Regions from separate parts of the Mus musculus genome. Here all the other regions are linked to region 4. The links are chromatin contacts, called in public HiChIP or PLAC-seq and promoter capture Hi-C maps. All regions are on one chromosome and are shown on one strand. Each heading gives the region's core, a stretch centred on a gene start, on an enhancer-like site or on the middle of the called end of the contact. The rest is flanking DNA. Distances are from core to core; before and after follow the strand shown.

Evidence for each region. Promoter capture Hi-C pulls out the DNA fragments that hold promoters and counts their contacts. HiChIP or PLAC-seq counts read pairs in DNA pulled down with a chosen protein or histone mark.
Region 1: a FOXA1 HiChIP or PLAC-seq map of pancreatic cancer cells shows a contact between it and region 4. The contact joins the enhancer-like site here to the promoter of Snai2 in region 4. A contact is called at or near these places in 12 of 39 promoter capture datasets (the 3T3-L1 cell line, 3T3-L1-derived adipocytes, the C10 cell line and 8 more), 7 of 115 datasets of contacts at active chromatin or transcription factors (the NIH/3T3 cell line, cardiomyocytes, embryonic limb bud and 4 more) and 1 of 9 other capture datasets (embryonic stem cells).
Region 2: a contact with region 4 is called in a promoter capture Hi-C map of embryonic stem cells, with 7 times the contacts expected there. The contact joins the enhancer-like site here to the promoter of Snai2 in region 4. A contact is called at or near these places in 11 of 39 promoter capture datasets (the 3T3-L1 cell line, the C10 cell line, HPC-7-derived erythroid cells and 7 more), 1 of 484 Hi-C or Micro-C datasets (the HPC-7 cell line) and 2 of 115 datasets of contacts at active chromatin or transcription factors (astrocytes and embryonic stem cells).
Region 3: a promoter capture Hi-C map of liver shows a contact between it and region 4, with 2.8 times the contacts expected there. The contact joins the enhancer-like site here to the promoter of Snai2 in region 4. A contact is called at or near these places in 11 of 39 promoter capture datasets (the 3T3-L1 cell line, the C10 cell line, the HPC-7 cell line and 7 more) and 1 of 115 datasets of contacts at active chromatin or transcription factors (astrocytes).
Region 5: a contact with region 4 is called in a promoter capture Hi-C map of embryonic stem cells, with 7 times the contacts expected there. The contact joins the enhancer-like site here to the promoter of Snai2 in region 4. A contact is called at or near these places in 11 of 39 promoter capture datasets (the 3T3-L1 cell line, 3T3-L1-derived adipocytes, the C10 cell line and 6 more).
Region 6: a contact with region 4 is called in a promoter capture Hi-C map of pre-B cells. The contact joins the promoter of Fgd4 here to the promoter of Snai2 in region 4. A contact is called at or near these places in 9 of 39 promoter capture datasets (the C10 cell line, the HPC-7 cell line, HPC-7-derived erythroid cells and 5 more), 1 of 15 datasets of contacts at CTCF or cohesin (large pre-B cells), 1 of 484 Hi-C or Micro-C datasets (pre-B cells) and 1 of 115 datasets of contacts at active chromatin or transcription factors (astrocytes).

The regions. Positions count from the first base shown.
Region 1 is chr16:15,708,243-15,712,080 of GRCm38.p6, forward strand. It overlaps Prkdc (protein kinase, DNA activated, catalytic polypeptide), which reads left to right. Exons shown (of 86, transcript NM_011159.2): 32 at 469-689. Among named protein-coding and RNA genes, the nearest start is that of Prkdc, 72 kb to the left of the region's middle. Within about 2 kb of position 1,684, at least 33 of the 459 cell types and tissues checked have an H3K27ac peak or open chromatin away from gene starts, as enhancers often do. A contact at or near this core is called in the NIH/3T3 cell line and pancreatic cancer cells, where this site is marked.
Region 2 is chr16:15,758,740-15,762,637 of GRCm38.p6, forward strand. Prkdc (protein kinase, DNA activated, catalytic polypeptide) reads left to right here. Exons shown (of 86, transcript NM_011159.2): 53 at 746-870; 54 at 963-1,112. Among named protein-coding and RNA genes, the nearest start is that of Mzt2, 100 kb to the right of the region's middle. Within about 2 kb of position 1,327, at least 5 of the 459 cell types and tissues checked have an H3K27ac peak or open chromatin away from gene starts, as enhancers often do. A contact at or near this core is called in embryonic stem cells, where this site is marked.
Region 3 is chr16:16,564,175-16,567,747 of GRCm38.p6, forward strand. The region is part of intron 1 of Fgd4 (FYVE, RhoGEF and PH domain containing 4); the gene reads right to left. Among named protein-coding and RNA genes, the nearest start is that of Fgd4, 34 kb to the right of the region's middle. Within about 2 kb of position 2,262, at least 23 of the 459 cell types and tissues checked have an H3K27ac peak or open chromatin away from gene starts, as enhancers often do. A contact at or near this core is called in liver, where this site is marked.
Region 4 is chr16:14,704,163-14,707,674 of GRCm38.p6, forward strand. It overlaps Snai2 (snail family zinc finger 2), which reads left to right and starts at 1,690. Exons shown (of 3, transcript NM_011415.3): 1 at 1,690-1,890; 2 at 2,549-3,097. The coding sequence starts at 1,812.
Region 5 is chr16:16,084,376-16,088,157 of GRCm38.p6, forward strand. The region is part of intron 5 of Spidr (scaffolding protein involved in DNA repair); the gene reads right to left. Among named protein-coding and RNA genes, the nearest start is that of Spidr, 61 kb to the right of the region's middle. Within about 2 kb of position 2,331, at least 20 of the 459 cell types and tissues checked have an H3K27ac peak or open chromatin away from gene starts, as enhancers often do. A contact at or near this core is called in embryonic stem cells, where this site is marked.
Region 6 is chr16:16,598,320-16,601,798 of GRCm38.p6, forward strand. It overlaps Fgd4 (FYVE, RhoGEF and PH domain containing 4), which reads right to left and starts at 1,659. Exons shown (of 17, transcript NM_001301817.1): 1 at 1,459-1,659. The coding sequence starts at 1,609.

The DNA of each region.
Region 1 (3,838 bases), core at 434-2,933, 1.0 Mb after region 4:
CATGATTGACTAAAAATGAGAGAATCCCAGAACACAAAGACACTGCACAAAGACAAGATTACCAGGGACCCATGTCTTCTAACTATTCTCATCTTTTTAAAAGCTGCACAACTCCCATAATAGCTGCAGCAGGTGGGAGCACATGTTCAAACCATAGCAGAGGACTGGGAATATAACCCAGTGGCAGGGTGAATACATAAATAAATGACCTGACCTTGTGTAGACATTTTTACTATATATGAAATTGAATTCTATTTCAATTATAATTTAGTTCAAAATTTGAACTAAGAAGCTAAGAAGAAATGGCTTCTGTTTGTTGATCTTTCCTTTAACATTTTTTTCTTTGAAATAGTCTTTAATTTGTTATTAAGTATATATTATCACTTGTATTTCAAAAAGGCACTGTACATTAGTTTTAGTAGAGTTAGAAAGAAAGGCATAGTAATATTTTGCTGCTATTATTTCTAGGTGCTGAAGTACAGTCTTCACTTTTGAAGTCAGTGGCTTTCTTTTTAGAAAGCATAGCAACCCATAGCGCTAGAGCAGTAGAACAACGCTTTGGCTCCGGGGCGCCGGGCCCTCCCAGCCTCCACGAGGAAGAGAAGTACAATTACAGCAAGTGCACAGTCTTAGTCCGGATCATGGAATTCACCACAACCCTGCTCATCGCCTCTCCAGAGGACTGCAAGGTAGAGTCCCCTCTCCCGCTCTGTTAACTGGAGATTGGTGCTTTATAATGCAAAGTGTTTTAAGTTTCCTTAAGATCAGATCCTGTAATATTTACATTGCGATTCAAAATTACAGTTATCAAGTAGCAATCAAAAGAACTTTATGGTTTGGGGTTGCTATAACACAAGGAACTATATTAAAGGTTGAGAGCCAGTGCCTTAGATCATTAGACATAAGGGAGAAACATCAAAATTACATTCAGATCCCATCGTAGCCCACTTCAAATATTTATCCTCAAGAAATGAAATAGAAACAAAAACTGGCGATGATTGAGAAGCAAAGCAAGTGCTGCTTTGGGGAGCTCGGCCAGAGAGTGCATGGGAAAGTGCTTGCTCGCCATGGATTCCATGCCTAATACTGTCATCTCACTAAAAACAGGATCAAAAATTAGCACAACCACTGTGGAAATCAATCACCTTCAAAAACTAAAAGTGTAATCACTGTCTATGACTTAGGCACACGATTCTGGTCATTACCCAAAGGAGTCAACATCAGTGGAGCGATGCCTTGCCTTCATGATCATTTGTCATTTGTTTGTTTGCTTGTTTGTTTATTTTTGAGACAAGTGGAAATTATAACCATGGCTGGCTGGGACTTACAGTGTAAACCAGGGTGGTCTGGAATTCACAGATTCACCTGCCTCTGCCTCACTAGGGCTGTGATTAAAGGTGTGTGACCAGCTATCCTTACATTCATGATAGCAAGTTAGAGAATCAACCTAGGTGCCATTAATGGATGAATGAATGTGTGTGTTTATATTCATAAGGGTGTGCTATTCTCCAGCCATAATGAATAATGAAACATAATTTATTGGAGAATAAATGAAAGTAAACATCATATTAACTGGTCAACCAGACCCAGTCAAGTATCACATTTCCTGTCATGTGTGTGACCAAGCCAGCTTAGTCACTCAACAGGGTCTCAATGGAGGGAGTGAGGATTGACAAAGGAAAACAGCCAGACAGAATTATCACATGACTCAGCCTATACTGACAAAATTATCACATGACTCAGCCTGTACTGAGGCTGAAGCGGCTTTATGTCTCCCCAGCCTGCTTTATATCATTCTTGTGATAGCCAAAAAACATGGTCAGTTCTAAGATCAAAGATGAAGTCATCAAGAGAAGTAGTAAAGAGATCACACAAAATAGTAATTAAGTAAAGAAGTAAGCAAAAGGATCACACAAATTAATAATTAAGTAACAAAGCCCCATGGTCACTGTTTCTAATACTCTTATCTGAGCCTACTTCCTTGTCTTAGCCCAGTGACAAATACTGTATTCCTAGAAGTGGCACCATAGGCTCTCAACATGTGTGGACTGCTTTTATTGTGTCCCATAAGTTTTGGTATGTTTGTCTTCATTTTCATTAAATTCTAAAAAGCCTTTAATTTCTTTATTTTTTCCTTGACCAAGTTATCATTGAGTAGAGCGTTGTTCAGCTTCCATATGTATGTGTGCTTTCTGTTGTTTTTGTTGGTATTTAAGACCAGCCGTAGTCCGTGGTGACCTGATAGGATGTATAGGATTATTTCAGTCTTGTATCCGTTGAGGCCTGTTTTGTGTCCAATTATATGCTCAATTTGGGAGAGGGTACCATGAGGTGCTGAGAAGAAGGAATATTCTTTTGCTTTAGGATGAAATGTTCTATAAATATCTGTTAAATCCATTTGGTTCATAACTTCTGCAGTTTCACTTGTCTGTTTAGTTTGTGTTTCCATGATGTAAGAGTAAGGTGTTGAATTCTCGCACTATTATTGTGCGTGGTAGGATGTGTGCTTTGAGCTTTAATAAAGGTTCAAATGCTCTTTCATTTGGAGCATAGAGGTTCAGAATTGAGAGTTCATCTTGGTAGATTTTTCCTTTGACCAGTATGAAGTGTCCTTTCTTATCTTTTTTTGATAACTTTTGGTTGAGAGTTGATTTTATTTGATATTAGAATGGCTAGTCCAGAGGCAGAGGCAATTGGATTTCTGAGTTCGAGGCCAGCCTGGTCTACAAAGTGAGTTCCAGGACAGCCAGTAGGGCTATACAGAGAAACCCTGTCTCGAAAAAACCAAAACCAAAACAAACAAACAAACAAAAAAAGAATGGCTACTCCAGTTTAGAAAGTTGTTTTACAACCTTTTTTTTTTTAATCAATCCCATTTTTTTATTAGATATTTTCTTTATTTACATTTGAAATGTTGTCCCCTTTCCAATTTCCCCCGAAAAATCTCCTATCCTCTCAACTCTCCCCGTGCTCCCTAACCCACCCGCTCCCTATTCCTGGCCCAGGCATTCCCCTACACTGGGGCATAGAACCTTCACAGGACCAAGGGCCTCTCCTCCCACTGATGACCAACTAGGCCATCTTCAGCTACATATGCAGCTAAATTCACGAGTCCCTCCATGTGTTTTCTTTGATTGGTAGTTTAATCCCAGGGAGCTCTGGGGGTACTGGTTAGTTCATATGGTTGTTACTCCTAGGGGGCTGCAAACCCGTTCAGCTCCTTGGGTACTTTCTCTAGCTCCTTCATTGGGGACCCTGTGCTCTGTCTAATGGATGACTGTGAGCATCCACTTCTGTATTTGTCAGGCACTGGCAGAACCTCTCAGGAGACAGCTATATATCAGGCTCCTGTCAGCAAGCTCTTGTTGGCATCTGCAATAGTATCTGGGTTTGGTGGTTGTTTATGGGATGGATCCCCAGGTGGGGCAGTTTCTGGATGGTCATTCCTTCAGTCTCTGCTCTGAACTTGGTCTCTGTAACTCCTTCCATGGGCATTTTGTTCCCCCTTCTAAGAAGGGTAGAAGTATACACACTTTGGTCTTCCTTCTTCTTGAGCTTCATGTGTTTTGCAAATTGTATCTTGGATATTCTGAGCTCCTGGGCTAATACCCACTTATCAGTGAGTACATATCATGTGTGTTCTTTTGTGATTGTGTTACCTCACTTAGGATGATATCCTCAAGATCCATCCATTTGTCTAAGTTTTATAACCTTTCACTTTGAGGTAGTGTTGGCCTTTGTCACTGAGGTACGTTTCAAGCGGGCCAGTGTTGGTGCACACTTATAATCCCAGCACTTGGGGAGCAGAGGCAGGTGGATTTCTGAGTTCAATGGCAGC
Region 2 (3,898 bases), core at 77-2,576, 1.1 Mb after region 4:
CCTGGAGCCAGCCTGCAGGATAGGATGTGCCTCCTGAATATCTCAGGGGCCTCTCAGCAGATAGCAGTCTTGGAGGAGAGCAGCAGCAGTGGGTGACAGAACAATAGAGCCATCTAGGTCAGAAGGCTTCACCCAGGTGGTCTCATTCTCAGTGGCAGCAAGGTTTGCATCAGCCGGCTTCAGGCTTGGGGAGGTTACAGGTTCCAGATCCTAGAGACACAGCAGGAAACAGGCCCCGTCTCTGCTCAGGGACAGACAGTGTACAAATGAATATTTAATAGTGTTGAAGGGTGAAGAGACTGTGATCCATGCAGGAAGACCATGATCAGGTCTCTTGAACTAGAGTTCACTGTGAGGACTGATCAAGGCACCTAACATAAAATGCATCTTAAATTGTATTTGATAAACATTAAACTAAAGAGAATTCTGTCTTCTCAGAGGACTTGCAGTGTTTCTATGTCAGAAGGAAGCACAAGGCATTAGATCATTGCACAGTGCCCAAGGTATGGCTTTACACACTCACTGTCACAGTTGAGGCCTGGGAACCTTGTGACTGTGTGGTGGCTACTACAAACTGGTGGCCGTTCCTAGCACTCAATTTTATCACTTGAATGTGAATCTTGGTGAAGGTCATGATGTTGGACGTGTTCCTGGGATTAACTTAAATTATTAAAATAAATTTTGGTTTCAGCCCTTAACATAGTGTTCTACTTTTATGTGTTTGAAAGGAAACTTAATTTTTCAGGTGATAGCAGAGTTGGTATGTGAACTGGTTATAAAACAACTGAAGCAACATCAAAATACTATGGAAGACAAATTTATTGTTTGCTTAAACAAAATAGCGAAGGGCTTCCCTCCTCTTGCTGACAGGTAAGGGACAGTGGCAGGAGGCCTGGGACATGGGTAGGAGGTGTGGGAGCATATCAGCCCCCATCTTCTCATGAACCTCTCTACCTCCACAGGTTCTTGAATGCTTTGTTCTTTCTGCTGCCAAAATTTCATGGAGTAATGAAGACACTTTGTCTGGAAGTTGTACTTTGTCGAGCAGAGGAGATCACAGGCCTATACTTACAGTTAAAGAGTAAAGACTTTCTTCAAGTCATGAGACATAGGTAAGTGAGTATCAGGCCTCACTGACTAGAATACAACACAGACACAGTCACAAAATATTCTCTCGCCCCTGTATCTCCTTTAACTACCAACCACTTTGGGTGTTCAAAAGAAGCATATTTGAAATTTCAACCCAAGGGGTAAAAGTGGTGAGAGCGGAGGAGGGAATGAGATCCCAGCCCAGCCTCTGTCTCTGGAGCCTCGGGGAGTGGCACCCAGTCCCACCCTTGTTTTTTTTCTCATACAAATGAAGACGATTGCTGTACTGCAGTACTTCAGACTGTCTTAAGACTTGTGCGTGGCTTTCAGTTCTGTACCTATTTTGACAAGCAGGAACCTTCTTATGTTAACATTGTTCCCTTCTTTTCAAAGTTTCAATTGAGTAGAAAGTAATTGAAGATAAAGTAGTCGGTCCCTTATTTCTCTGTCTTCTTACATTTGTGACCTGTGTGTATATAACACTTTCATGGTGATAAAACTGGTAAGTATGTAATGTACTGATGACAAGAATGAATGTCATTGTGTTCTGCTCTCTTTCAGTACTTGCTGAAAGCTGACTGCTTTCAGGAACAGGAGACACTCAGATATTTAGGACTCGGGGCACAATTAGATCACTATCTGACAGACACAATTAGATCGCTATCTGACAGACACAATTAGATTGCTATCTGACAGACACAATTAGATCACTATCTGACAGACACAATTAGATCACTATCTATCTGACAGACACAATTAGATCACTATCTGACAGACACAGTTAGATCACTATCTATCTGACAGACACAATTAGATCACTATCTATCTGACAGACACAATTAGATCACTATCTATCTGACAGACACAATTAGATCACTATCTATCTGACAGACACAATTAGATCACTATCTATCTGACAGACACAATTAGATCACTATCTATCTGACAGACACAATTAGATCACTATCTATATCTGACAGACACAATTAGATCACTATCTATATCTGACAGACACAATTAGATCACTATCTATCTGACAGACACAATTAGATCACTATCTATCTGACAGACACAATTAGATCACTATCTATCTGACAGACACAATTAGATCACTATCTATCTGACAGACACAATTAGATCACTATCTATCTGACAGACACAATTAGATCACTATCTATCTGACAGACACAATTAGATCACTATCTATCTGACAGACACAATTAGATCACTATCTATCTGACAGACACAACTAGATCACTATCTATCTGACAGACACAATTAGATCACTATCTATCTGACAGACTGATAGCACCTGAGAGTGTTCTCACCTAAGTCCTTCATAATTTTCCCTTATTTTGTCTGTCACCATCAGTTTCTTTAAATGAACTTTATTTTGAAATAATCTTTATAGATACAAAAAAGGTAAAGATTTTATACAAAATTCCCATATATTCTTCACTCCTCCTTTTATATGATCATAATAATCACAATTATGATTGTTAAAAGTAAAGAATTACTATGAATAACCTAGTCCGACTTTCTCTTTTCAGCTCTTTAAAAATTCAGAATGTTTTAACTGTGATGTTATGTGACCCTAAATTTTTTGGGTGTGAAGTTTTGAATGATTGCTTTAAGCTTCCCATTGATTAATTACTATTAATTACTTCATATTTTTATAGTTTTACATTTTAGTCTTCCTTGGTTGCAGTTGCCAGTTTCTTTCTGGCTGACTATTATTTTAGTAGGAGGGATGTTCAGTTGTACATGGTAGTCTTTTATGATTCCTTTTTTAAAAATAATTTTTATGTATTCTTTTACAGTTTTGCACACACACACTTGTATATAATGCCTTTTTATAAGAATCACTCCCAGTTCTCTTTTGTCCCCTTTCCCACTGCCATTCCTACCAACACACCTCCCTACTCTGACTTTATTCTTCTCTCTCTCTCTCTCTCTCTCTCTCTCTCTCTCTCTCTCTCTCCCCCCTCTCTCTCGTGTCCATTGAGTTTAACATGTATGTACATAGATATGGGGTTATTCACTGGATTATGGGTACCTTAAAAAACTGCCTGCACCAGTGAAGAAAAAAGATTAACCTCCCCAGCCACTGTTAACTACCAATAGCTTTTCAATAGGGTGGACTGGCATGAGTGCCCAATCACATGCCAGTGATAGAAGTGTTCAGTCCTGTTCAGGTGGCCATAGCTTCTGTGAGTGCACATGTGTAGTGGTCATCTCATGTCCTGAAGACAGCATTTCACAGCATTCTTCCATGCCCTTTGGTTCTTAGCTTCTTAATACTCTTCCCCTCCCCCGCCCCCTTTTTTAATTGGATTTTTTTTTTATTATTTACACTACAAATATTATCCCTTTCTCTGGTTTCCTCTCTGAAAAACACCCTCCCTCCCTTTCATCTTCCCCCCTACCCCTGCTCACCAACCCACCCACTCCTGCTTCCTGGTTCTGGCATTCCCCCACACTGGGGCATACAGCCTTCCTTAGGATAAAGGGCCTCTCCTCCCATTGATGTCCAACTAGGTCATCCTCTGCTGCATATGCAGCTGGAGCCATGAGTCCCACCATGTATGCTCTTTGGTTGGTGGTTTAGTCCCTGGGAGCTCTGGGAGTACTGGCTAGTTCATATTGTTGTTCTTCCTATGGGGCTGCAAACCCCTTCAGCTCCTTGGGTCCTTTCTCTAGCTCCTTCATTGGGACCCTGTGCTCAGTCCAATGGATGGATGTGAGCATCCACCTCTGTATTTGTCAGGCACTGGCAGAGCCTCAGGAGACAGCTATATCAGGCTCCTGT
Region 3 (3,573 bases), core at 1,012-3,511, 1.9 Mb after region 4:
ACTTCTATTAACTCACCTCCTACAACTCTGCCTTCTCTGAGATTTCCAGATGGAAGCTGTCATTGCGCCCTATCACCACATTCCTCACTAGCTTGGGTGGAGGTGATGTTCACCCCCGGACAGAGTTATCTGTACAGATTTTCCTTCACTCTGGGGGCCCTTCATGCACAGGCTATGTATGCAATGTGAAACTCTGGGCAACCGGTACCAAGGGTCTAATAACAACACTAACCAAATATGTTGCATGAATTTTAAAAATGCCCTATATAAGTGTTTCCTTTATTGCAAACCTAAAAGTAACCTAAGATTCCAACATAAGACTAAGCTATACAAATAATAATGTCAATATCTTGTACAGACTATTATGTTGCTTTGGCTTACGGTGATAACATATGAGAAACAAAAACAAAAACAAAACAAAAAGTCTATAAGACCTGCTCTGAAACAGAAAATCAAGGTGAAGAACATTTGGTGAAACAAAGCTGTTGACTACAATGGTTGCTGGAAAAAAACAAAGGAGGAAAAAGAGGTGGGTGGGGGGAAGTAGGGAAGAGAAACACAGTCAACCAGGGGGCACAAAATACCTTAAAACACACACACACACACACACACACCAGTAACCTATTTCCTTCAAGTAGTCCTGGCTTTCCATTCATTCCATTCAGGTTGGCATTCTCAAGACCCAATCACTACTCAAAGCCCTATCTCTGTATATATGACCTTCAATGCATGCGCTTTTGGGGGAACACATCATATACAAACTTAACAATAACAATCCACCACAAAAAACATATGGCAAAGTTTATTGTATATTATTAATAATGGTACACTATTTATTCAGTTCTTGGTATGTGTCATGTGCTATAATAATAAATACTTCCAACTGTGTAAACCTCAGGTATGATATTATCTGTATCCTCATACTATTAGGGATGAAGACTGAGATACAGATTTTAAGTATTTTGTTATGGATTTTACCACTGAAATCTGAACCTGGTTTATATAAGAACAAAGCTTTGGATATGTTACTATGCCCTCCAACTCACGCATTTTAATGACAAAAAAAAAAAGAAGGCTTATATACATGTCTTGGCTGGCTTTTCTATTGATGAGATAAAACATAATAACTATGATGGCTTAAGTAAGAATGAGCCCTATATGCTCATATATTTGAATGCTCAATGACCAGAGAATGGTACTATTTAAAGTATTAGAAGGAATAGGAAGTATGGCCTTGTTGGAGGAAGTGTGTTCCTGGGAGTGTCTCTTTCTCTCTCTCTTTCTCTCTCTCTCTCTTTCTCTCTCTATCTCTCTCTCTCTCTCTCTCTCTCTCTCTCTCTCTACACACACACACACACACACATACCCTCCTTGGGATCAAGATATATATAGCTCTTGCTACTTCTCCAGCACCATGACTACCTGCTGGCACACTCTATCATCTGATGATGATAATGGACTAAGCCTCTAAAACTGTAAACAACACTTCAATTAAATGTTTTATTTTATAAGAGTTGCCTTGGTCCTGGCATCTCTCCACAAAAACAGAGCAGTGACTAACACAATGACCAAAAGCAACTTGGGGAGGAGATGGTTTATTTCATTTTACGGCTTGGAGCCCTTTATCCAGGCAAGACAGAACCTAGAGGCTGGAACTGATGCAGAGTTCACTGAGGAGTGCTGCTGTTAGCATGCATTTCATATTGTTCAGCCTGCTTTCTTATATCATTCTAGACCACTCAGCCAGGGGTCACACCACTTCCTGTGGGATAGGACTTCCCACATCAACCATCAATCAAGAAAATCCACAATGGGCCAGTCCAGTTGGGCAATACTCTTAGGCAAGGTTCCCTCTTCCAAAATGATAGTAGCCTGTGTCAAGTTGACATAAAAAACAGCCATAAATGAACTCCTTGTCAATTTGAAACATTGTTAAACATTAAACCATTAGCATTACTGTTAAATCATAACCTTTCTATTCTTGTTCACCCCCATGATCTCATAATAGTGACATCAAATATAAAACATATCAGCTTTTACAAGCCAATAGTCTTTAAAATTTCTAACATTTTTAACAGTTCAGACTCTTTAAGTATCCAAATTCTCATAACTGTAGGTTCTTATAAAATAAAAAATAAGTTGAATACTTTCTTATTCTAAGAGGAAAGAAGTGTAAAGCTCAATCTTAGATGTCTGTGACTCATGATGTCGGCTCCAAAGGGCACAGCACACACAGCTTGTCTCGCAGCTGTGGCTCCACTCCATGGCTGCTGCTATTTTTGTTGTTCGTCCCATGTTACCGGCATCTCCAAAGTGCTGGGGCCTCTGATGGTGTCGAACCTTCACTGATTCCTGCTACATTGTGCCAAGCTTCAACTTTTCTCCATGATGACTTTTCTCCATTCAACTTTTCTCCATCAATCCTGGAACTTTTTCTGCAACTGAGGCTGTACTTTCAATAACAGCCTCTCACGGTCTCTTTTCAGGGACTCTAGCTTTGCCACACAGTGCCACATCTCAGCTGTTCTCCTTGACTCCTTTGTACCTCCAATACCAGGACCATCGTGACTCTACAGGTTACTAATTCAGCTGCCAGCATGCGATCAAGCTTCTGACCTCTCTGGACCACAGCTTCTATATGCTGGCCCTGAGGAAATATTCCCAGATTTATGCTCTTCAATGATGCTGGTTTCCTCTTAGTCACTACTGATTTCTCAGCTCCTTCTGACCAACATCAATTGTTCTAGTAAAGCAAAGGTTTCACTGTAGTGGATCTTAATTCAAACTATCACATGAACAATGCTAATGGAGTGTTTGCTTCCGTCTAAACCTTCACAAACAATGCCTCCATTGTCTACATTTGTTTGACCCATTTTATCTTCCAAGCACTCACAGATCATCCCACTGAGCCTGGAACACTTAACAGTTTTTCCAGCCCAAAATTCAAATGCCACTGTAACCCCCTCAATAACATAAGGTCAAGTTTGTCAAAGCAGTAAGTATCCTTTGACCTGGTACCAATTTCTTAGTTGGTTTTTCTATTGTGGTGTTGAGATATCCTGACCAAAAGCAACTTTGAGAATAATTGTTTTATTTCATTATAGTTTGTAATTCATCATCCAGGGAAGTCAGGGCAGGAACTCAATATGAGAACCAGGAGGTAGGAGCTAATGCTGAGAACACAGAGGAGTGCTGGTTACTGACATGTTCTTCACAGCTTGCTAAGGCTGCTTTCTCATACAACCCAGAATGACTTGACTTTCTCATCCTCCTGCCTCCTCCTCTTGTTTGCTGGAGTTACAACATGTGCTAATATGCTGTGCTTGAGGTACTAGTAATAGATTCCAGGACTTTAAGCATAAAAGGAAGTTCTCTGCTAACTTAACTACATCCATACCCCTCTAATTTGGTGTTTGAACAGAGGACCATGTTAGAGAGAAAGAACTCTCTCTCTCTCTCTTGAACAGACACACATATAAATATACATAGATACTCTATTCCTCTTTCTGCTCTAGGACCAAAACCCAAATTGCTATTGCTAAAAACAGCATTGTCTTGGTTTAATTCTCACAA
Region 4 (3,512 bases), core at 440-2,939:
AACACAACCCCTGGGTCCTTGGACACAAAGGGGCTGGTTTCCCTGTTTCAAATTCACTGGTTCTTTAAAAGCACAATGAATCGTTAATGATTTTTTAAATTGCAACAACTCACTTTAGCAGGTTATCTTCTGGCGTTCCCTGTTGTCATGTGTGGCTTTGTGCCCTCTTTCAATACTAGATAAAAAACAAACGGTGTGTTTTACTGGAAATTAGGTGGAAGGGGCAAGATTTCTTGCCCTATAGAGCAGGTGTCTAAATCTGAGCAAACCCACTAGAAATAGGTCAACTCAGACTCCAGCTCTGATCCATACTCATGGTAGCTTAGAAAGAAATCTAATACATTTTCTTGTTTTCTTGTCACCTGCAGATTCAGTTCCCTTAGTTTAAGGATTCATATAAATATCTTTCTGTATTTGACATTGAAATCAGTGACTATTGTAAAGAGAAAGAGGAATCATTGAAATTAACCCAGGAAGTCTGCGGGTTTCCCCCTCCCCCGCTCACACGCCCGTTTTCTCATCCCCAGATTAAGAAGTTATGCTGCTTGACAATGCACTTTTCTCTTGCAAGTCTCAACATCGCTGGTGGTATTCTGTTTCCGCTGTTTTCTTCCAGCACCTGTTACGAAAAAAAAGTTAGTTGTCTTGGGGTGGGGAGGTGGGGGAATTGGATTCTGCAATTTTGTTGGGAAGAGTCAGGGTAACATTGAAATAAACAGAGTTGCCTGTGGGCACAGTGAAAACTGCACTTTTAAAATGAATCACTTCGGAGTATTTTTACACCTACCCCTATGTGCAAATGCAAGTGAAGTGACCGGCTGGCTACTGGACTACCTAAACTGCCAGTCAAAGAACTTGGCAAAAGAATCCTTTACCCCATCTTTTAATGCAAACCAGGGATGTGGCGTGAGGAAGGGGGAGGCTTTTGAAGACTAAAGAAAACACCACTAAGTAACGGCAGACACTAAGAATTGTCAGTAGAGATTCATATTTTTTTTTCTTTCTCTAAAATACCATGCGCTACAAAGGGAGGAAGTCTTGTCACATGTCTTCATCAGAACTTTCCATACTTCTTCCAGAGTTTGCCTATTGTCGGAGTCTGCACCAGCCTTCCCTTTTATCTTTACACTCTTCCAGTTCCTGGGGTAGGCTGTAAGGCTTTACTTTCAAGTGTCTAACGCAGCGATCAGCAAGTTAACTTTCTGGCACGCCGCCCTAGACCTGCTGTGGCAGCTGCGGGGAGCCTTTACCTTCCTTTCCCAAAAGCCAGAGCCTACAGCTGCTTGTGTGCAATAACCCCCCTCCAGACGCAACTTCCAAATATAGACTCTCTGGCCACTAGGGGCTGCGCGGTCCCAGTCCGGAGGGCCGCCCTTCCTTCCCGCCCTCGCCTTGCCAGGCACTGCCCACATCTGGAAGCCAAGTCGCCGTAGGTCACCTAGCGGAAACACGTTTCCCCAGTGCTCAAGAACCGAGATTTCCTTTCTTGAAAACATTTAATGTATTTTGAGCCTCCACTGAAATGCCATGAGCAGCCCATTTTGAACCAGAAAAATTTAGTCTGACAACAGAGTCTTCCTCTATTCACAGCTGTTCCAGAAGGAGGAGCTGAAATCTGAACCTCTTGGCTGTGATTGGTTACTTCTAGAAAAAGCAACGGAGAAGGCGCCTCCCCGCCCAGAGGAGCTCAGTCGGGCAGGGAGCCGGGTGACTTCAGAGGCGCCTGCCTGTCCCCCGCCGCACCTGAGCCACCGCGATGCTATAGGACCGCCGCCTGGACCGTTATCCGCCCGCGCCCGCCCGCAGCCACCATGCCGCGCTCCTTCCTGGTCAAGAAACATTTCAACGCCTCCAAGAAGCCCAACTACAGCGAACTGGACACACACACAGGTAAAAATCGCCTCTGTAAATCTGTGCGCGAGTAAACCGCGGTTCTATTGCTTGACTCAGAGAACACACCGGGCCGCTTTCCTTTTAATGCTGTGCCAAAACTGTCCTTGCAGTCTCTTGATTACTTAGGTTAAGTTTTAATTCAAAACCTTTGAGATCTTTGCTGACAAGGAAAGCTTCCTTCCGGTCGGGCAGTATAGTTCTCTGAGCCTGTGTGTACGCAAAAGGAGTGCACGGACGTGATCGCACCCTTCCCCTCGCCTGAGCAGCAATCTCCTGAAGCCAAGCACTTGGGAAAGCAGCTGGATTCGTGCATGCCATTACCCGCCACAGGCACGGTACAGCTAGAACAGCCCACGCATAAAATGAAAAGCAACTTTATAAAAAGTTTTAATATAGTGTCTAGTTCTTCGTTCTAAATTGGGACAGCAAGGCTAGTCCAGAATGAAGGTTAGTCAGGGCAACTGTCAGCCTGCACGAGGACAGTAAGCCCAGGTGAAGGGAAGACTTTATGTGTGTCCTGTGAGTAAGGCTGTCTTCACTAGAGAGTCTCCTATGGAGTCTCCTGCATGTTGTTATGGTCTCTCTCAGACTGTGTACATATATTTTAAAAATATTTTGCCTTAATTTTTTCTTTCCTTCCTTTTCTTTCTTCCAGTTATTATTTCCCCATATCTCTATGAAAGTTACCCTATACCTGTCATACCAAAACCAGAGATCCTCACCTCGGGAGCATACAGCCCTATTACTGTATGGACATCGTCGGCAGCTCCACTCCACTCTCCTTTACCCAGTGGCCTTTCTCCTCTTACTGGATACTCCTCATCCTTGGGGCGTGTAAGTCCCCCGCCTTCCTCTGACACTTCATCCAAGGATCACAGTGGTTCAGAAAGTCCCATTAGTGACGAAGAGGAGAGACTGCAGCCCAAGCTTTCAGACCCCCATGCCATCGAAGCTGAGAAGTTTCAGTGCAATTTATGCAATAAGACCTATTCTACGTTCTCTGGGCTGGCCAAACACAAGCAGCTGCACTGTGATGCCCAGTCTAGGAAATCGTTCAGCTGCAAGTACTGTGACAAGGAATATGTGAGCCTGGGTGCCCTGAAGATGCACATTCGAACCCACACATTGCCTTGTGTCTGCAAGATCTGTGGCAAGGCTTTCTCCAGACCCTGGCTGCTTCAAGGACACATTAGAACTCACACTGGTAAGAGAAATGTAGAAAACCATGCCTCTCAGCTCAAACAGTGGTGTGACAGAGCTGTCTGCGGGGTGTCTTAAGGGACTGACAGGGGGTGTTTTTCATAAGGTGAACCACTGATAGCTGCTTTCTGCTCTAAAGCTTGTTAGAACAGCAAGTGCTCCTTTCCAGCCTCTGCTCCAGGGATTGTAAACAGCATTTAGACTTTGGAAAGCACATGCAGGAGATTTGGTCTCAAAGATCAGTTAGAAAGCAAGATTGAGGTATTTGGTGTGTGTTCTGCAGAACTGATAGTCAGTAAATACAAATGTCTGGCTCCTAGTGTTGATTTGATAAACAGGCAGAGGGGGTTCCTATAGTTTTTTTGGCTATACTTTTTGCTATGAATTCTGCCAACTCTTGACTAATTTAGTAAATGAGG
Region 5 (3,782 bases), core at 1,081-3,580, 1.4 Mb after region 4:
TTGTAGACCAGGCTGGCCTCGAACTCAGAAATCTGCCTGCCTCTGCCTCCCAAGTGCTGGGATTAAAGGTGTGTGCCACTACCGTCTGGCGGTAGTATATCTTAGAACAAATATGGCCCCAGAATCAATCTCCAGTAAAAATCCCATACATTTCCTGTTGGATACACAAAGTCCATTATAAGAATGCTAAGAAGTTGGCTCACCTGGCAAGTAAATATGAGTAATCAAAGGTCAATGGGAAATATTTTTAAGATAAGGCTGACTCTAGGCACTCTACCAGAGAAATATACTATACAGAGAAGCCTTAGCCAAAGGGCACAGAAGAGTCTAATCAAACATGACATCTAACCAGTGACACTGCAACAGAACAGAATGGGACATTTTGACCCTGTGCACATTCCCATCTGTAGTGGGTTGTTCTGTTGCTGCTTTTATTCAAATGCTAAATTCTGTGTGTCAAAGTCTGGTTGCTCCAAGATGAGCAGAGCCTCATATATACCAGTTTTTGTTGTATAAGCCTTGCCTTCCAAGTTATCCATGATTGGTTAATAAAAATGTCTACAGCCTGTGGTATGGTAGAAGAGATGTAGGTGAGGCTTCAGTTCCTGAGCTTGGTATCTGAGACAGGAACCACAAGAGAGGAGAAGAGAGAGGAGGTGAAAGAAGCCACCATGAGGTAGGTGGATTGTGAGCACATGGCCGTAAGGACCAGGCTATTGGAGTAGGAGCAGTCCAGGCAGAACATGACAAATGATAATCTCTGAGTTATTGACAGGGAAGTAGACAAAATAGCATAAAGGGTTGCTATCTGCCCAGCTCTATTGCTTTAAGGCTTATTATAAATATAAAGGTTTAGTGTCTTTTATTTGGGAACTAAATGATATTAGATAGGGTAGAATTCCCCAAATAATATTCACCACAACACCTATCATTGCAGGACTTCAACCTGATGCAACTTAAAGCTCAGAAAGAACCTCTCACTCTGTACTGCTCAGGCCATTTCTTGTATTCAGTTAAAGGAGTATGCCTCATTCACATGTAGAAAAATGCATAGTGCCCTGTATCCCTATATAACAGGTTCCTGCACCCATGCCTCTGCTCCCAAACACTGTTCTGTAGGCCCTGTGGTTACTCTAGGACTTATATCAAAGGACATGCCGCATAGAGAGATCCAGGAATATACAACATTTTCCTGGGAGCTAAGTGTCCTTTGCTCCTGGCTTTCATGATATACAAAAGGTATGTTATCTGGGACAAATGAAGTCAACTAAAATACAACTCTTGCTGGTATCCTGCCTTCAGTGCCCTGCATTTCACTTAACTTGTTGTCTCCAGCCAGTCCTATCATCTACATTCCTGATCTTTAGCATGGTCGTTTACCTAGTAATTCTCAAGAAACATAATCACCTGTTGCGGTAAATATAATTTGGGAATTTCTATCCCAGCTTAGATCATTTGGTTCTCAAATAAAAGACAAAAAAAAAAAAAAAAACCAAACAAACAAACAAAAAAACCCTTTATATTTATAATAAGCCTTAAAAAGCACCAGGGCTGGGCAGATATCAAGCTTCTGTGGTACTTTGTCTACTTCTCTGTCGATAAAGCCAAAATATATCTTGCCATGTTCCACCTGGGCCACTCCTATTCCAACTGGTTGGTCTCACAGACATGCTCTCACAATCCACCTCCTCCCTGGATTATTCTTCCTTCTTCCTCCTCTCTGGCTCTCCCCAACTGGTCTCTCCTCAGAATCCTAGCCCCAGGAACTGAAACCCTGTCTACCCCCTTCTGCCCAGATACAGGCTGTAGGCATCTTTATTCAACCAATAGTTTTAAATTAAGGAGGAAGGTTTGCACAACAAAAGCTGGCAGAGTGAGAATTCACTAGAGGCAACTAGACACCCCCCACCCCCATACAGAATTTAGCATTATAATACATAGCAGCAGACTAATTCTCAACAATCACCCACAGATCTTGGTTTGTTTGTTTGTTTGTTTTTTAATTGAATTTTATTCCTTTCAGTCTGATATGTAAGTGTAGTTTAAAGGATCAGATATTTTTTAAATTTTATTCTTTTTTTTATTAATTTATTTTTTTACACTCCATATTTTATTCCTCTCCCTCCAGCCCCGCTACTGTTCCACATCCCATACCTCCTCCCCAACCCCCTGTCTTCACGTGGATGTCCCCAACCCCCACCCCACCTGACCTCTAAACTCCCTGGGGCCTCCAGTCTCTAGAGGGTTAGGTACATCATGAATGAACACAGACCTGGCAGTCCTCTACTGTATGTGTGTTAAGAGCCTCATATCAGCTGGTGTATACTGTCTGTTTGGTGGTTCTGTGTTGGATAGATCTCAGGGATCCAGACTAACTGAGACTGCTGGTCCTCCTACAGAGTCCTCAGTTTCTTTCAGCCTTCCCTAATTCAACAACAGAGGTCAGCTGTTTCTGTCCATGGGTTGGGTGCAAATATCTGCATCTGACTCATTCAGGTGCTTGCTGGGTCAGAGTGCAGTTATGCTAGGTCCCTTTTTGTGAGCACTCCATAGGACTCCTCCCCATAGTTCAGAGAGTTGAGGTAAGCAAAGAATATACACAGATACACAGCAGTCTTTTGGGTACTGCTGCTAATTGCTAAGAAACCAAACTTTGAGAATCACAACTCTACTCGACATTTCCTGAATATCTGGTTTCACTTCAGTTTACCTCAAACAGACTCATTCACCCCAAGTTCATAACTTTTTCTGGAACAATGAATGACTGTCTCCATCCAGACCTTCCTAAGAAGCAGAGTATACCACAGAGCCATTAAAGTGGCATCTTTGTGAACTCATTCTGTGTCTATGTAACTAATATTCAGATAGATAAAGGCAATCAGTCTATGATGAACTGGTTTTGTTTTTGTTGTTGTTGTTGCCATCATTGTTATTTTAAAGAGACAGAGTCTCATTTAATTGCCTAGGTTTGCCTTGAAATTCTGAACACAAGTGTTCTGCCTCAGATCCCTCACAGGTTGAGACAATAGAAATATGTCACTATGCCTGACTTGAACAAAACTCTTTAATAAGCAATAATTTATTCCTATTTTTAAAAACATTTTTCATCCTATAACTTAATGTAAATATTATGGTGACTTCTAAAGGAATCATGATAGTTTATCTTCACATTGAACCTGACTAGATTTGAACTGCCTGGGCCTCATCTTTGGGTGTAACCAAAGGATGTTTCCAGCGAGGTTTAGCAGAAAAGGGAATACTACTCTCAATATGCAAGTCACCATCCCATGGAATAGGGTTCCAGACTGAATAAAAAGACCCAAAATAGGAGGTCAGCCAAACACCAGAATTTACCTCTGATTCCTGACTGTAGAAGCAATTCACTACATGGTCCCATCACCCTGCCTTCCATACCATGACAGATTATATCTCTTCAAACAGTAGGCCATAATGAAACCTTCCTTAAGGCCTCCCCCCAGACACTTCTCTGTGCAATGAGAAACAAACTAATATAAGTACAAATATAAGTAGTATAAATACTACCATATTAGAGATGGCAAAACAGAAGTCAAAGCTTATGAGATCACAATACTAGTAATTTACTATCTATTTTTGTATCATTATAGGCATGTAATCCATTTATCAGTTGCACTTTTTAAAGGTTTTGATCACCATGACTCATTATTTCAATAATTTTAAGTATAACAATACTTAAGAAATGTGTAAATTATGTAAAATTCTCACTACAGAAAAAAATTTTGGTTTATTGCCATATGTAACAA
Region 6 (3,479 bases), core at 409-2,908, 1.9 Mb after region 4:
TTCCCTTTGAATTTAAAAATTAGAAGGAGGGCTGGAGGAATGGCTCAGTGGTTAAGAGCACTGACTGCTCTTCCAGAGGTCCTGAGTTCAATTCCCTGCAACCACATGGTGGCTGGCTCACAGCCATCTGTAATAGGATCTGATGCCCTCTTTTGGTATGTCTGAAGACAGCTATAGTATACTCAAATAAATATATATTTAAAAAAATAAAAATAAAAATTAGGAGGAGAAGACCAAATTTAAAAATTAGGAGGAGAAGACTTCAGCAATGGATGGAAAAAAAACCAAAAAACAAACAAACAAACAAACAAAAAACCAGGATAGCTGGGCATAGTGAGTAGTAGCCTGCTTACCCAAGTGCCCTGAATTCTACTCCCAGTATGGGGGTGGGGGAATGGGGAGGGCACAAATAAATAAAAGAGCAAACAGAACCCTTTCTCCTACAAGCATAGCTGCTTTGCAGAAATAATTTATAGACTATACTGTGACTCTTGAAAGAGGATGTTTCATATTTTGATCGTCTCTTCAAAGCATTTGAAAATAAATCTAGTAACATAACAGAGGCATCAGACCAGTGTCTGTGCTGAAAACAACGGGTGACAAAATGCGATGACAAAGCAAACCATTTTCACTTAATAACATTTTCATTCAGTTTGGTGAATCACAGCTAGAACTGGAAGAGATCTCCAGAATACTTTATCAGTTTCTTACTTCTACAGGAAATGATTACAGAGGACTCTCCGTGATCCAGTTCATGCATCATCTCACATCCTGACTTATCTAACGTGAACACACACTTAACACACCATCCATCACGATTTTCTGTCATGTGCCTTCTATAGCTTCGGGACAAGGAATAGACAGCATATTTACCAGTCTCGACATTGATCATATTGATAAAAACACAAAGCTGCTTGCTCAATCATTACAAAATGAAAGTAAAGAAGGGTGAGATTTCTTTTTAAGATTCAAAATATTCAAAAACATAAACATTATCTGAGTGTTTGACTTTTGCCCTCGGGAAGGGAGCGCCAGGGAACTAAGGTCAACTGAGCAGAGGAATTTGGTGAATCTTAAACAGCAGTATATTGAAAAATAGGTTGTACAATTCCTAATAAAGCTTTTTCTAAGGGCACACCTTTAGTTTTTTAAGAACAAGCTGGCCATATTCTTGAAGCTTTGGGAGAAAGAACAAACTAACTAGGAATAGTGTCCTGCGGGGTAACTAACCTGTGAGGATCCCTTTCACAACAGAAGGCAGCCCTTTCCCCCAGGTCCTCAACAGCCAAAGGCACACACCCACACCCACTCCACTCCTAACACCCCGTCAAGCCCCCAACACGCGGCACGCCCTCCGCCAGTCCCCAACACAGGCGTCACGCCCCCAACACGCGCGGCACGCCCCCCGCCGGCCCCCCAACACGCGGCACGCCCTCGCTCCGCTCACCCACGCATTACCTGCGGCCTGGCTGGGTTGCGCGACACGGTCAAGGCGCCGCAATTGCGGCGAAGGCCTGCTCCAGGGCCGGGGGATCCCGGGCGGCAGGTAGGAGCCTGACTTCCGCCGGATGGCCACCCGCCTGAAGTTATGGTCGCTCTCGCTGTTCATGGTGGCCTGCGGTCACTCCCGCAAGCCTTGCCCCGCGCGCGTCCAGGTTGCGCGACTCCCTGCGCTCCCTCCCCGCGCAGGCCTCGCTTCCCGGGCCTGCGCTCCGACTCCGTCGTCGGACTCTCCGGCAGCGGCCGGCCCAGGCCGCCCCCGCTGCACAGCCAATCGCCAGAGTGCAGCGCGGTCCCGCCCGAGCGCCGAAGAGGCTTGGGGGGGACCGGCGTCGCCCATTGGCCCAGGGGAAGGCAGAGTGCACCTGCCTGGCTCACCTGAACCTCAGAAACGCCTCATCAGCTTACTTACCGACCACGCCCTGGGATGCTGGAAGAACAGTCTGGCTGTTACTCACCACACTTTCAAGAGCCAAAGTCTCCCAGGCTACCGCGCTGCAAACTTTAGGTAAGGAAACCCAGCTTTGAAAATGACTGAGAAGCCGGAATTCCAGATGCACCGCCGGCTCTTGGAAGAAGCGAATCAGCTTGCCGGGAGCGCTGTTCAAGCAATAAGGAAGCGCAGCTCTCACCTTAAAGGGAATAAAAGTTTCTTCTGCAGCCCTTTTGAGTAACCATGGCCCAGGAACACAGATTTAGACAACCTCAAATTCCATGTTCCAATGCGGAAGCAGTCTTAGAGTTTCACAGAACAAAGAAAGTCGTAAATCAAGGCAAGTTTAAAGTCCATTGGTAGGTATATCAGAGAGGCGGTTACCAGCAAGATGGAGGTTTTTGAATAGGCTTGAGATACTATCTCGTGACATTCTTAGCTTTGTGGTTGCTAGAAGTCATCTAAGTCAGTCAATAGATTCCAAAGGTTAGTTTAATCTGTTAGTCATGGGATGTTAGTTTTAAAGTAGAGGTGGACAAGAAATGACTGTTCCCCTGGGCTAAAGCTAGGCCAAGGTAAGTTAATTAGCCTCTGGGCTTGCAGCGTTCTAACCTCTCTACAGTACTGAAGTTCTAACCAGCCAGTCAGTCGGTGCAGACAGATTCCCTTCAGATTTCATCCACAGAATAACACTGGTTTCCAGAACAGCACAAGACCCAGTTTATCATGACCACTGTTAAAGATAATGTAGTAATAAAGTCAACAGATTTATGAATATGAAGCAGTTTCCAATGTACATTTCCACGGCAGAAAAAGGACATGACCACAGAGAAAAGACAAAAGTAGCTAACATGGTTACCTGGCTCAAGACAATAGCTTTTTTTTTTTTTAAAGATTTATTTATTTATTATATCTAAGTACACTGCAGCTGTCTTCAGACACTTCAGAAGACACTTCACACACTTCAGAAGAGGGAGTCAGATCTCCTTACGGATGGTTGTGAGCTACCATATGGTTGCTGGGACTTGAACTCAGGACCTTCAGAAGAGCAGTCGGGTGCTCTTAACCGCTGAGCCATCTCACCAGCCCGACAATAGCTTTTAAAGTCCCCTAAATACAAGAAAAGTTTGTCCTCTCTCTCTCATGAACAGACTTGCTCTCAAATCCCCATCTTATTGATTTAGGATATAGTACCTTACTTAAAAAATAATTTAGGACTTCACATTGCCCTCCTTCTTTCATCTAGACTTAGTTGCATAACAGACTACATGTAATTTTCCAACTCTACAGAGTTGTGAGATAAGTTGACTCCAGCCTTTAGAGAGGAGAGAGATGAGCCTGGGGATGCCTGCTTATCTGCAGCTCAGGAACATTTTAGCACACTTCATACTGAAAATGGACCATAGCAACTCATTCCTAACACTGCCTTCAGGAATTTAGTGATAATGCACTAATGTGCTTTAGAGTTCTTTTTTTCTTCTTTTTTTATTGGATATTTTCTTTATTTACATTTCAGTGTTATCCCCTTTCCTGGTTTCCGCCCCTC